2 separate regions of the Zea mays genome follow, and region 1 is linked to region 2. Evidence: chromatin contacts called from public Hi-C data. All regions are on one chromosome and are shown on one strand. Each heading gives the region's core, a stretch centred on a gene start, on an enhancer-like site or on the middle of the called end of the contact. The rest is flanking DNA. Distances are from core to core; before and after follow the strand shown.

What was found. A called contact is a pair of places that touch in the nucleus more often than the background predicts.
Region 1: a contact with region 2 is called in a Hi-C map of leaf, with 3 times the contacts expected there. The contact joins the promoter of LOC100272247 here to the enhancer-like site in region 2. A contact is called at or near these places in 4 of 25 Hi-C or Micro-C datasets (ear, leaf and tassel).

What each region holds. Positions count from the first base shown.
Region 1 is chr9:86,153,745-86,160,999 of Zm-B73-REFERENCE-NAM-5.0, reverse strand. LOC100272247 reads right to left here and starts at 4,416. Exons shown (of 8, transcript NM_001359589.1): 1 at 4,054-4,416; 2 at 2,762-2,870; 3 at 2,366-2,590; 4 at 1,851-1,950; 5 at 1,661-1,771; 6 at 1,181-1,264; 7 at 962-1,020; 8 at 227-719. The coding sequence starts at 4,246. The coding sequence ends at 527.
Region 2 is chr9:86,027,581-86,034,721 of Zm-B73-REFERENCE-NAM-5.0, reverse strand. No RefSeq gene overlaps it. Among protein-coding and RNA genes, the nearest start is that of LOC100274875, 100 kb to the left of the region's middle. Within about 2 kb of position 4,916, at least 13 of the 20 cell types and tissues checked have an H3K27ac peak or open chromatin away from gene starts, as enhancers often do. A contact at or near this core is called in ear, leaf and tassel, where this site is marked.

The sequences.
Region 1 (7,255 bases), core at 3,167-5,666, 130 kb before region 2:
TCAAGAGTGTTTCAGCACTAGAGTTATTTTATTGGCTCTCATTCATCTTCTCTCTAGTCGACTATTTGATCCTTCGTCTAGTAGAATGGAATACACTACAATTCACCTTGAATAGATGCCCTTTTATTTTTCAGATCGTCTGTTAAGCTTAGAGGTCCTGGGTGTGCAAGACATTTTTTATTTTGTAATAAGTATGGACTGATGCCTCTTCTTTGAAGAGGGCTGAAGCCAGAACCTTAATTCCATTATTATCTAAAAAAACAATCCTTTGTTTTCTTTCAAGAATGAGCCTAACTCTACAAACATCTGAAGGCATAGTTGCAAGAATTAGCCTAACTCTGCAAAGCATATGCAGGCGCTGTCCAAGATGAAATTTCACAACAGGGATTCCAGATTTTGTTTTTGAAACCACTACGAAGTCGGTACGAGATACAACTACGTGCCAGAAAAGGAGTTGTTCGTCGATGTACATGACAAAATTACTGAAAACATTGATTTTTGATTGGGTACTTCCAAGCAGTAGCCTCTACTTCTTTCGGAACAAGTAATGGGCAACCATCCATTCATCTCCATTGTTGTATCCAAAAAGTTCAGCTACCGAGATGAAGAACGTCCGCCAATAAGCTATCCATTTGGTAGTCGATTCCTTCCCATAAGTTTCCTCGAAGATCAGCCTTATTGAAGTGATGCTCTTGTCCATACGTTTTAGCCACTCCTCGCTACACAAAAATGACCCCAAGTGCTCAAGTTAGTTAATACTACACTTTGCTGTATGTCGATTCATTTCGAGCATTTATTTAGATGGCATTCGTTGCCTGACATTTTGTCATTGTACAGTGTAAACTCGACAGTGTGGCAAAACAAGAAACCCTTTACTAGTGATTACTAGAACATTTTTAAAACCATTTTAGAATTCATGGATTATTAGAGCGAGGATAGTTTGAAGTTTGGAAGGATATACCTAGTTCTAGCATAATGCGTGCCACTGACAAGCCAATGATCTACCACAGATACATCCTCCTGCAGTAATATAGTCAGTAAAATGTCAACACTCGCACGTTACCAGAGTTAGTAAATATAAACATTAACAAGAGTATAGCCCGTCAACCAATATTCATATTTAATGCATAAGGGCAGTTCTCAAAAAAAAGGAAAGAAAGAATGACTGGTTATACACTACCTGAAAGTATAGAAGTAGGTTTGCAGATGGCATTGTTCCTCCAGTGAAGAAATACCTCGTGATCCAGTCATCATCGTTTTTATCCTGTCAAATTGTGAGGTGATGAAGATTAACATAACTAATAATATTTTAATAAAAAGATTAACTCGTTTTAATTTTAAATAAGCGAAACCTAAATACTACCCGTGTGCTAAAACGGTGAAGATTAGTAATTATGACTTTCACTGTTTACATCAAAGAACTATCACTTTCAGAATGGATCGGATACTGAGAGCTTAAGTTCTTTGAGGACAGGAGAACTTTAAGGCCACATGGAATGCCTTAGCTATTAAAATCAAAAGTATGCTGCGTGCATCATCTGACACAGATTAGCTATGACTTTGTGCACCAGCCAAATACAAATACCGGTACAAGCTGCAGTTAAATGGGTGGTGGAATGCACCAAATGAACAGTGGAACTGAGGATCATTAATCTGCTACCTCAAAGTGATATGGAAATGCTTTGTGGCAGAAGAGGTGAACGAATAGTAGGCCATCCTCTTTCATCCACCTGGATATCTTCTTAAGAAGCGACTTGTAGTTTTTCATGTGCTACATAGAGGGCCATGACAGACGATCATTTGCCTTGATGAACATCCAAAGCACGGCAAGGCACCGAACTGAACCATACCTCAAACATCTCTATAGATACGATCCTGTCAAAAGAGCGCTCCATCTCAAACTTGCTGATGTCGGCTACGATTATCTCAATATTTGACAGCTCGTTATCCCTGAAACAGAATTGAAGTGACAATGTGGCATAACAAAGCATTACCAGAAGGGAAATCAAAATAGACCATATGGCGGTAGAAGATCTGTCTGCGTATCTAGCAAATGTACATGCATATGAAAGATAATTTCTGTCAATAGTATGGTTGAAATAATAGAAATAGGTCTTATATCCTTAAACAGCTGCAAGTTTGCAATAGTATTTCTGTCAATAGTATTTGCACTTCATTATTTGCAAGTTCGCAATAGCTGCAAAATTAACAGCAATATAACAACATGCTGACCAAGAAACAGATTGCAGTGACACGAATAGGCTGCAATAGTCACTTAGAAGGGTTACATAGAACATATGTTGGCACTAGATATTAAAATAGTCGACTCGACATACAACCGAAGCACTGAAACCATTAAACTTACCTACATTGCTCTTCTATAAAAGCCTTCTGTGTAGTAGAGTTGCATATCCCTGTTACACTGCAGTTCCTATATTTCTTTGCAATGTACAGTGAAAGGGATCCCCATCCACATCCAACATCTAGGATACTTTGGCCATCTTGTAGTTTCGACCTCTCACAATACAGATCCATCATCGCAACCTCAGCATCTTCTAGGGTGCTTGAATCACCAGGGAAATAGCAGGAACTGGAAGATTCAATGTATTTGTGGATTAACCAAAGAGAATGTCTCTTGTTAAAACCAAGGAGTGGGACTACACACTGCACCTTCAGCCACTCATATAAACAGACCTGTTCCTAGTATCATCAGAGCCGAAGAGAACATGTCTTTTGCTAAAACTAAGGAGTGCGCACAAACCTGTATTTGAGATTCTTTCCCAGCACTAGCTTGAAAAATGTAGTTGGCAACTCATAGTGTTGGGCTTTAGCTTTGTCTGTTTCAATGGCAATGGGCATCTCTTCAAGAGCTGCATCACGAAAACACACGGCGCAGTAATGAGATATTCGATTCTTAGGAGATCCATAGCATCACAAAACCAGTAAGCAATTACATATCGCTCTGGTGGTTAGGTTAGTCTTTACTGAAACATTAGATAACGAAACAGATATATGGCATCTGTTAGTTATCGTTGGAGACTCAGAGAATTATAATGAAGGGGTTATGATACTATGGGTATGTTTTTGTAGAACTTATAAACTGGTTAACAACCCAACGGCATGTTGTTGTACAACTTATAAACTGGTTAACAACCCAACGGCAAACTTTTCTGCAGCTTATTCTGGCGTGCTTATATATCCTCATTCCTCATGACACTCATTTAACTGAAAAGCAGATAGAGTACTGTCATACAAGTATACAACTCATTTATTCCCTTAGTCTAGCTTTTATGGAAACGCTTCCGAGAAACTGTCCCAAAGAGAGCCTAAGCCTATGTTGCTAACAATATATACTTACAGGAAATAGTATTAACATCTTATCATCAAAATAGGTTTACTATGAAAACAATTGACTTGGTGGTGTTTATCTTATATCACAAATATTTGCATTTATTTATTTATCTAAACAAAGTTATTTTTGTGTGTGTAGGACATCCCATATATTCGTTGAATATTTCCCACTGTACTGTACTGCACTGGTAGTCGGTACTTACAACAAGATGTCAAAGTTTAGGCTAAGCCATTTGGTGCTACCTTACAACAAGATGTCAAAGTTTAGGCTAAGCCATTTGGTGCTACCTAGACACACCAAAAAATAGAAAACCGAAGTATGGTCTGACAAAAAAAAACGACTAGGATATGGCACGGACACGGATCCTCTGACGTACTGCACCGTGCAGTTGGGTCACTGCGCGTGGGCCCTGTCGCACGCGGAGCCCACGCGGCAGTGGCCCATGCAGTACTGCAGGGATCCCGATCCATATGGCACGGCCCGACGGCCGTCGTTCTTTAAACTTAAGCACGATAAATGGTACGGTACGACATGACTAGATGTACGGAAGGACCGACGTTATGGCCAGTGGGGGCACAAGCCCCCACTCAAATTTAGATATGGTTTTACTTAAGCCGAAATTATTTTGTCTCATGCTAGCCTAACTTACAGCTCTATTTACAACCGACAGATAAACTGGAGGCGCTGTAGTCGGAGCTTACAGTGGACGAACTGGAGGAGCTGCTGCAGCTGGAGCGGCGCGGAGGGGAGGTAGCCCTGGCGGAGGCGCTGCGCTAGCAGGAGCCGCGTCAGGCGCCGGGTCACCGCGTCCGGGATGAGGTTGCGCTCCAGCGCCACCAGCGCGGACCGCGTCGCCGCCTCATAGGCCCGCTCGGCTACGGATGCTGCCACCATGCTGAACTGCCGCCGCGGTGCCGGTGCGCGAAGGAACTGACCAGACAGGCGAGGCTTCGCGGCTTCGCGCTTCGCGTTGCGGCGCTATTAGATTGGTCGGGCATCTATCGGCTTCCGGTTGGTGGGGCTATGCTATATGCCTGTGAATGGAAAGCGGGCCACGTCGGCGCTACAACGCTCGCTATTTTTTCGACCGCTAGTATTTCTTTATCCCGATACTATAGTATGACGCGGACCGACACATTTCTGTTTGGGAAGTACTAGGTTCGAACTCTCCTGAAGCGTAAAAAAAAAGCCTTATTCGATTGTATGGGATTGAGAGTCTATATGTTTTTTACAGATTTATTGTCTAGCTAAATTAATTGTCTAATTTATATAAGATTTGATCAGATAGAACGATTCCCGTGTATTTCTTGATAAACGAGAAATGTTTGAGGGAGATAAAATTCTCTTCTATTCAATTCTACCTAGGAACGGATAAAATCTCATTCAATCCACTCATAACCGAGCAGATTCTTAGGGCTACGACTTTGAAAACTCAATCCCCTTATATTGGTGGGAATTGAGGAAAAAATTAACTACCAGTTATTTTTTCGCTTTGAATCCGAAGAGAATTTGAGTTTCCAAACTAACCCTTTTTTTCATGAGACTATGCAGGTCCATAATATATCTACATATGCATATTATCAGAAAATTTAAGATTTAAATTCATTTTGAGAATTTTTCCTTAAAAATAACAGAAGTTAAGATGCGTATACACACTATAGGACAAAATTTATAAGAATTTACCTTCTAATACATATGCACCTAAACTGTGTTATTTTCATATGATTTTTTCTAGATTGATTTTGAATCTTAAATTTTGTGACAATGTATATGCATAGATGCATTATGAATGGGTATAGTTTCAACTTTTTTGTGAAGATTTCTAAGTATGTTTTCTAAAGAGTTCTCGAGATTCCACCGAATATAGATTTTGCACTGAACATTTTCTCTTTCCATTTGCAGCAGCTTAATTTTTGTGGAGCTTTTCTAGTAAGCTCGCTATTTAAAGAATCTGGTGGCTATAATCTAAGTATATATGTCCAGACATTACGGGCCGCCTGTTTAGCCCGCAACCCGGCACATTTTTGGCTCGGTCCAAGCACGGCCCTGTTTGATGTCCTTCGTGGTTGGGTCGCACGGCCTGTTGAGCGTGTCGGTTTTGGGCATCATATGTGGCCCTCGTATTGTGGTTGGTCCGACACAGAATGTGGGCCGACCCGATGGCAGCCTAGTGGCTACATAAGCTAGACGGTCTGAAAGGGAAATAGGCTTACACCTTTTTCTAAATGATTTTGGTGGTTGAATCGCCCAACATAAATAATTGGACTAACTAGTTTGCTCTAGATTATAAGTTCTACAGGTGCCAAAGGTTCAACACAAACCAATAAAAAGTCCAAGAAAGGGTTCAAACAAAAAGGAGCAAAGACAACCGAAGGCGGCCCTGGTCTGGCGCACCGGAATGTCCGGTGCACTAGGGTGGATCAACTCCAAACTTGCCACCTTCGGGAATTCTGGGAGCCACTCCGCTATAATTCACCGGACTGTCCGGTGTAGCACCGGACTGTCCGGTGTGCCAAGCGGAGCAACGGCTACCTGTGCCAACGGTCGCCTGCAACGCTACAGGAACAGTGAATAGTGCGCGGACTGCGCGCGCAGAAGTCAGAGCAGGCGCAGATGGCGCACCGGACAGTGAACAGGACCTGTCCGGTGCACCACCGACTGTCCGGTGGCCCACATGTCAGAAGCTCCAACGGTCGAACCCTAACGGTTGGGTGACGTGGCTGGCGCACCGGACAGTGTCCGGCGGCGCACCGAACTGTCCGGTGCGCCATACGACAGCAACCTTCACCAACGGGCATTTTGGTGGTTGGGGCTATAAATACCCCCAACCACCACACTTCAATGCATCCAAGTTTTTCAGCCATCAAACCTCATACAAGAGCTCTAGACTTCATTCCAAGACACAAACAAAGAGATCAAATCCTCTCCCAAAGTCCGGAATCACTCCAAATAAATTAGTGATTAGAGAGAGAGATTTTTGTGTTCTTTTGAGCTCTTGCGCTTGGATTGCTTTTCTTATTCCTCTATTCTTGTTTCCAACTCACTAGTAATCAAAGCAAGAGACACCAAGTTGTGGTGGTCCTTGTAGTGGACTAAGTGTCCCATTTGATTGAAGAGAAAGGCTCACTCGGTCTAAGTGACCGTTTGAGAGAGGGAAAGAGTTGAAAGAGACCCGGTGAAAGGGAAATAGGCTCACACCTTTTCCTAAATGATTTTGGTGGTTGAATTGTTCAACACAAATATTTGGACTAACTAGTTTGCTCTAGATTATAAGTTCTATAGGTGCCAAAGGTTCACAATAAACCAATACAAAGTTAAAAGAAAGGGTTCAAAAAGAAAGGAGCAAAGCAACCGAAGGTTGCCCTGGTCTAGCGCACCGGACTGTCCGGTGCACCACCGAACAGTGTCCGGTGCACCAGGGTGGATTCTCTCCAACTCGCTAGCTTCAGGAATTCTAGGAGCCACTCCGCTATAATTCACCGGACTGTCCGATGTAGCACCGGACTGTCCGGTGTGCCAGTGGAGTAACGGCTAAACATCGCCAACGGTCGTCTGCAAAGGAACAGTAAAACGCTACAGTGCGCGCCTGCGCGCGCAGAAGTCAGAGCAGCCGTCAGAAGGTGCACCAGACAGTGAACAGTGACTGCCCAGTGCACCACCGGACTGTCTGGTGGTCCCACATGTCAGAGCTCCAACGGTCGGAACCCAACGGCTTGGTGACGTGGCTGGCGCACCGAACAGTGTCCGGTGGCGCACCGGACTGTCCGGTGCGCCATACGACAGCAGCCTTCACCAACGCCCATTTTGGTGGTTGGGGCTATAAATACCCCCAACCACCACACTTCAATGCATCCAAGTTTTCAGCCATCAAACCTCATACAAGAGCTCTAGACTTCATTCCAA
Region 2 (7,141 bases), core at 3,667-6,166:
TTCTTTCTCCAACCTAACTTCGTCAAGGAAGAACAGAAGCCAGACAAGATCTTCAAACAAGTCAGGATCCATCATCTATTTTAAAGCTATACTTGCCCTAATCAAATCCCATCTTGGCTACTATGTAGCTTAAACAAAAAAGCTCATGCTTCCCTGATCACCTATTAATTAATGCTAAACTGCAAACCAAACTTTTAGCATCTCTTTATTACTAATCTCGAGGACGAGATTATTTTTAAGGGGTAGAATTTGTAATAGCGCAAAATTCTATTTTCGGATTTAGGAAAATTTCCCAAAGAATTATAATAAAATAATAATATTTTTCTCATCTTTGAAATCACATCATAGAATAAATATGTTTCCCACTAAAGACCGAGATTTAACTTGAAACCTACTTAAATAATTGCAAATGTTCTTAAAACTAAATAATTGATAAGACAATTCTCCAAGAATGAAATTATATCCTAAAAAGGGGTAAAACTATTTTATATTGAAGAAAATGCATAATAAATAATAAATTTTTGAATGAGCCATTAAAACAAATATTGAATAAACTAGGGAAAAGAATCGGCTTGGGCTGATTTCCTCCGCTACCGGCCCATCTCCTCTTCACACGTGTGGCCCAACTCCACTGCCGCGCCGGCCCAAAATGAATCCAGCCAGCTTCGGACCCGTGCCGTCATCCGACCCCACCCGCCATTCTCCCTAGTAAGCACACACGCACGAACCGTGTCACCGCCGTTTGGGGCCCGCTATCCAGATCATCGTCGCGCACACACGTGAAAGAAGCAGACGCTGGTTTGTGGGCCATGGTGTGCGGCATCCCCTTCCTTCGTCAAATTGTAGCAACATGATCCCAACTAGTGCTGGGAATATGGGCCGAGCTTTTCGGGCCAGCACGAGCACGGCCCGAAAATAGGAGCCCAAAGCACGGCCCGGCACGAAATAATTCGGGCCGGGCTAGCACGGCCCGAAGGCGGGCTTGGGCCGGGCCTCAATTTACGGCCCGTCGGGCCCCAGCACGGCCCGCATAGATGGGCCAGGCTTGGGCCGGCACGGCCCAATTAAGCCCAATCTATTTAATTTCTTTAATTTAGTAAGATATCGACTTTATATTGTTGTTATATTTAGAGTTTATGTGGTCAAATAATGCTAAATTGTTTAATATCTTTAATTTAGTAAGTTATGAACTTTATATGTTTGTAATATTTTGATTTTATGTGGTCAAATACACGGGCCGGGCTTGGGCCGGCACAGTCCAAAGAAGGCACGACGTGGTTTAGGGCCGGACTGGGCCACTGTTTTTATACTTCGGGCTGGCACGGCACGGCCCAAAAATCATTTGGGCTTTGTTGGCCCGAACCTGTTTGGCACGAAGCACGATGGGCATGGGCCGGGCTAGCCCGGCCCGGCCCAATTCCCAGCACTAATCCCAACAACCAAGCTCGAATGGAGATCTCGCTAACTAACCTCCGCATGTACTGCGTCCTCGGGCTATACAAATAGTCAAATACTCATCCGCGAGCCCCCCCCCTACCTCCTCGTCCCTTCTCCATCATGCGCCATCATAGCCATGGATCGAGCGGAGCCGAGGACGAGGATGGGATCTGCCGTTGTCAGTCCATGCCTGCACCGCCGTCGAATTCTCGAGGCCGAGGCTGGAAGCTTCGCCGCGACTTTGGGATGCTGCACGTGGCCATCTCCGAAGGGGAGAACCATCGGGTCGCCGGTGATTTCTCGCCAGAGCCATCAACGCATGCCTTACCGTGGGTCGTCCTCACCTCGACAACCTGGCTGGTAAGAACTTACTCTCTTAATTCGTTCTCATCTTGACATCGTGTAGCGGTAGTTGGGGCAGTAAATCGCGGGCCGCAGCGGGTGAAGACCTTGCGACGGCGAGGTTCCACCGTGGGCAGAAAACGGTGCCACCGGGCCACAATGTAGGTGGAAGAAGGTGCATCAGCCGTTGATCCGAGATTGACGGCTGCGATCATATCACACATACCCTTTCGCTTGGATGAGTACCTACCGTCGATCTAATATCGGATGGGTGGAATTAGATCTTGCTTCATGAAATTGGATCCATAGATTTTAGATCCTAAGGACTTCATCGTGTACCGGTTCGGGGCTCGGATGTTTAAATCCACACCGTGCATCGCTGATCCTGCGGTCGTCAAAGGATACCGGTTCACCTTGGATCAGGATCTAATCTGGGCCCTTGATCATTTAACGGATGGCCCCGGTTGGCCCATACCCTTTGCTGTGGCAAATTAGCACAAGAGCCCCTGGAATTTACCGAAAAGAACCTGCGATCCTGTACTGTTATGGGGACATAAGATTTAGGTCCTTTTCTTTATGCTTCAGCCCCTGATCTTTTGGAAAATAGCAACAGCAATACTGAAGTCTACAGGTTATGTAAATAAAATCGAAAAAACTATTTTTCAATATAAAAATAAATCGAAAACATTAGAAACTCCATAGCTTATTCATTTTAACCCCGATTTAAACCGTTTAAATTGCGTTAGATTCACAATAAGGTTTACTACACAGAGACAAACCTTATTTTGTTATGTCACATACTTTTATAGATAGATATTTATTTACACTACATATAGTAGAATAATCTTTTTAGCAAAGTAATCTGACTATAAATATAATTTGATTGGCAAATGATCTCTAATCAAGTGATAACTTATATTAAAGTTGAATTAGTTATTTCTTTAATATCTTTTCTCAGATGATTTATATTAATCAACATAGAATATAGTTGTTAATTACTTAATCACTAAAATCTTCCGAGAACTATATCTTTTGAACCATATCTCCGATTTCAATGGTTCTCGGGCCCATGAATAGCGGTGAGGTCACGAGAAATTTGAAGACTGGCTTGGAGAAGTACTTGGGAATCTCAAGTCTACGGCAAGTTGTGCCCTTGATCACTCTTCTTTACCCAATAATGTCCTATTAATCACTGTGGCATGCTCAGGTTAATTTGATGGGACCCGATAGGTTTCTTAGGCTCTTAGCATTGTTTATCCCACACCTTGCAAATAAAAGAACTATTGGGTAGAGTTGTTATTGCTCTACCTGGTTTTGGAAAATTAATGTTATATTATGATCATGTTACAATTATGTTGTTGTTTTAATTATTGTTTATGATAAGATCATCATGTTAATTGGAACATGAAGAACCACCCGAAAAAACAGTGTTACCACAAGGGTAGAATAGGACGCCCTTGGCCAAGTAATTAGGAAAGCTAGGGAGAGATTACTTTACCCGAAAGGGCGACCGGGGAGGCGTCGCTGCAGAGTATAGGGGGTTCTCGGGTCGAACTGCTGCGATGGCATTTCAGATGAGGGATTCATATGCTTCCTTCTTCCTGAATCTGTAGCAGGTTTTCTTAAACTAGTGGAACTTTGGAAAGGCCTCGCAGTGGATCCCTAGTCATTCACCTTGGAAGTGTCTAAGGATCTAGCTAACCCTGGCTAATCAGGAAACACGCCTTGTAGGTAAAGATACACAACATCTGTAGAGTGCAAAACTGGTATATTAGTCGTGCTCACGGTAATGAGCGGCTCGGACACTCACATTAGTAATTTATGAAACTAAATTTGTCGTATGCATTGTATTGTGGGTGTTTTTATTAATTGTGATATCTTATTTAATTGGGTTGGTATCTAATTATACTTGGTAACTGCTAATAAAATTTTGACCAACTTTAAAAGCAATGCTCAGCTTTAACTATCTCCTTTGGTAAGTCTTACACTTCACATGAGCCCCACTGTAAGTGAGCTCATCCACATTGTTCCCCACAACTTGTTGAGCGATCAACGAATGTGACCTCACCCTTGTTGTACTCACATCCCTCAGGTCAAGAATAGGTACCCAAGATAAGGAGCATGAAGGATGTTGTGATGAGTTTGTGAGAGGTCTAGACCGCCGCCTCTCAGTCAACTTAGATTGCTGGATTATTGTCTTCGTATGATGTAATTATTTAGTTATTTTGTATAGAACTCATATTATATAGTAAAAGATGTGACATCCGTTTTTGTACCATGACTCATCATATGTGTGAGACTTGATTCTATCACACATTTGACATTCGCCCGGGTTTGGCCTCCTAAATCCGGGGGAGCCATTGGCAATTTTGCCATTATCATTTGTGGGCTTCGCCAATATGCCATCGGACCCACAAATCATAGACACAGACGGTCCCACCAGTCATAGACACAGGATGGCATAATAACAGACAGCCAAAATTGAGAGTGGCAAAATAGCAAATTTCTCAAATCCGGGGGTGACATTCAGATTGATAGATAAACTTATGTTGTAGTGAGTTTGCAGGAGTAGGTTTCTTTTGCTGCAGGTTATCCTGGACAGTTTGTCTAAACTTTACTATATTTCTGTTATGGAAATATAGAAATGGGGTAATCTTCTTATCAAAAAAAAATGTAACATGTGGGTTTCTTCAAACAGTGATATGTCATGTTAATTATGAAAATGTCATTAAAATGTTTTCAGAATGGCTAATCGATTCTCATCGCTAGAGGAGCAATCAGCCCGATTAATCGCCTTCTGAATCCTAAGTTCTAAATCGAGCAAGTTGCAGGTGACATGACTGGGGACTAGGGACTCGGATCACAAATTCACAACGAGGACTAGGGTCTAGGGACTTGGGGAGTGATATGAGCACAGCCCACAGCTTCCATGACGGGGCGCACCCAACACATGAGCACTATAGGCAAGTCACCGGTGAACAAGGAGTCGAGGTCTGCGGAGAAGAGGTCAGCTACTGTAGGACCAAGGAGTGGGCACACTGGGGACCAAGGAGGGGGCGCCGATGGCGCACCGCTGTCTCTGTGCTCTACTGCTCTAGTGTCTGGTCTAGGGTTCTTCAATCTCCAGGCTATGTGATGCTCTACTACTCTCGTGTGTGGGCTAAGCTCTGCGTATAGGAAAGGTCAAGTGGGTTGCACTGGTCCAATATGAATGCTAACAAAAAACGAAGTGGGCCGAAATTGAAAATTCCCAAACGCGGGCAAACTGATCGTCCGCGACCTGATCGAACGACTAATCATGATTAAATGACGATTAATCGGATGATCAGGTTTCTAATCACTCTGATTGTGTCGCTATTGTTTATCGATCGAGTGCACAATTGTGATCAGTCAATTAATCGCTATTAATGAGACGATATGAAAACATTGATGACATTGCTATTATTTAATTAAGAATCTTATAAACATTAAGAATTAACATATACACAAAAATAAGTTAGTTGCTTTGCATATGAACCAATCTTCAGTTTGCATGGTTTATGAACTAACGAGCTGTATGTTTTGAAGTTAGTAGATGTTAAATCAATGCATGCATAGTAGTACTATAAAATTGAACATACCCTCAAAGAAAATTAAATCGTCATATTTCTGAGTAGAAATGAGACTCACAAGTTGTTCAAATTTAAATGCTTTAGAAATATAATTTCAACTGGCAGGGCGCAGTTTCGCCAATATAGCTTTAGTAAGGAAAGTGTTGGTTCTCTTGGCAGCTCTCTCAAGTAAAACCCTCTGATGCTTACATTCATGCCAACACTTTGATAAGAAGCACAGCAGAAAGTTGCCAAATTTCAATGACCTCGGGAACTCTGATGCCCGGTCATCAATCACAGAAATTAGCTCATTAACGGTGCTTGGTGTCAAGTAAATATCTTGACTAAGAATGTTGTAAAATAGTGCAAACAGAGATTCCGTCCACACCAAATGAGTACCGATATTCTCCATATGCTGAGGCATACAGATTGGTTTCCTCTCTTGCTCCTTTCCTGAAAGCAGCCTATGGCAGAAAGCAGTAACTTGCAGTGGATGCATGCATTCCTTGATAATACGTGTTAACACATCACACTGGGGAACATTTAGGCCGCCCTTTCTAAGAACCAGTGGAAAGAGTACAGCTTCCAGTGCTGCAGCTGGGTGGCGCTTGCAGAGACCCAATGCAGTGGAAAGGAGAACGGATGAAGCTGGTCTTTGAAGCTCCAGTAACTGTGGTAAGAAAACAGAACACAGAACAAGTGCTGGTCCTTTTCCATCCACCCCATCTTCCTCAAGCACTAAATTGGAAAGCAAGACCCTCAGAGTGTCATCGTCAGCTTCCCACGGCTGTACTAAGCTAAGCACTCCTGCAGCATTCCTGGACTCAACGCAAAGGTCCTGCAAATCCTTCGCCACCCGCCGGGCCGCCAAGACAGATTCCACTGTCACAATCTCCTTCTGCAGAGCCACGACTCTCTGCATGATTGAGTCCTCAAGCGGAGGAGCTTGAGGAGGAAGAACACGTCCAGCCTCCTGCATCTCCACGTCCTCGTTTTGCACCAACACCAAGTTCTCCAACCCAATCCCGTCCGAACCATACTCACCGCCACGACCAGCACGGGTCCCGCACCCGCTACCCATCAAGCTCCGGCAATCAACAGGGAGCCACGGCAAGACCGGATGCGCCCGCGCGCCCGCTTCTTGAAGCCACGTTGGCGGATCGTGAAACCCATCGATAAACTCCTCGGAGGCAACACCAGGGACGCCTTCCTCTTCAGGCAATCCGTCGATCAGATGACGGGCGCCGCGGAGGACCCATAGTCCATACAGGCCATGTGGAGCGGAGAGGACACGGGCTGCGAGGGTACGGAGGAGGTGCGGATCGAGGAGGCCAGCAGAGGAGACGAGGAAGGAGAGCGCCTGGGACTGAAGGAAGGGAGGTAGGGTCTGGAAGAGGATGGCGGCCGTGGGGTCGGAGGCCGGGAGCGTGGGCGCTGGCGAGAGAAGGAGGCGCAGGAGCGCGGCGGCCGAAGGAGGCGCGCTGGGGCAGTCTCCAGAGGAAGGGGAAGAGGAGAAGGCGGCGGCGTTGGCGGCGGGGGAGGTGAGGAGGTGGCGGAACAGCGCCAGCCACTGCTCCATTTCACCATTTGAGAGTGGCGGGAATTTTCCCACGTTTTTTGTTCGGATAGGCTAATGTCGAGGGATGGCAATGGTTGGGTAATTGGGTTCTCGTGGAGCAAAAATCCAATCCCGTCTGTAAAGTCTAAGGGCCCGTTTAGTACAACTCCAATTCTTGATTCTTTAGCTCTAGATCTCGATCATTCTAAGGAGT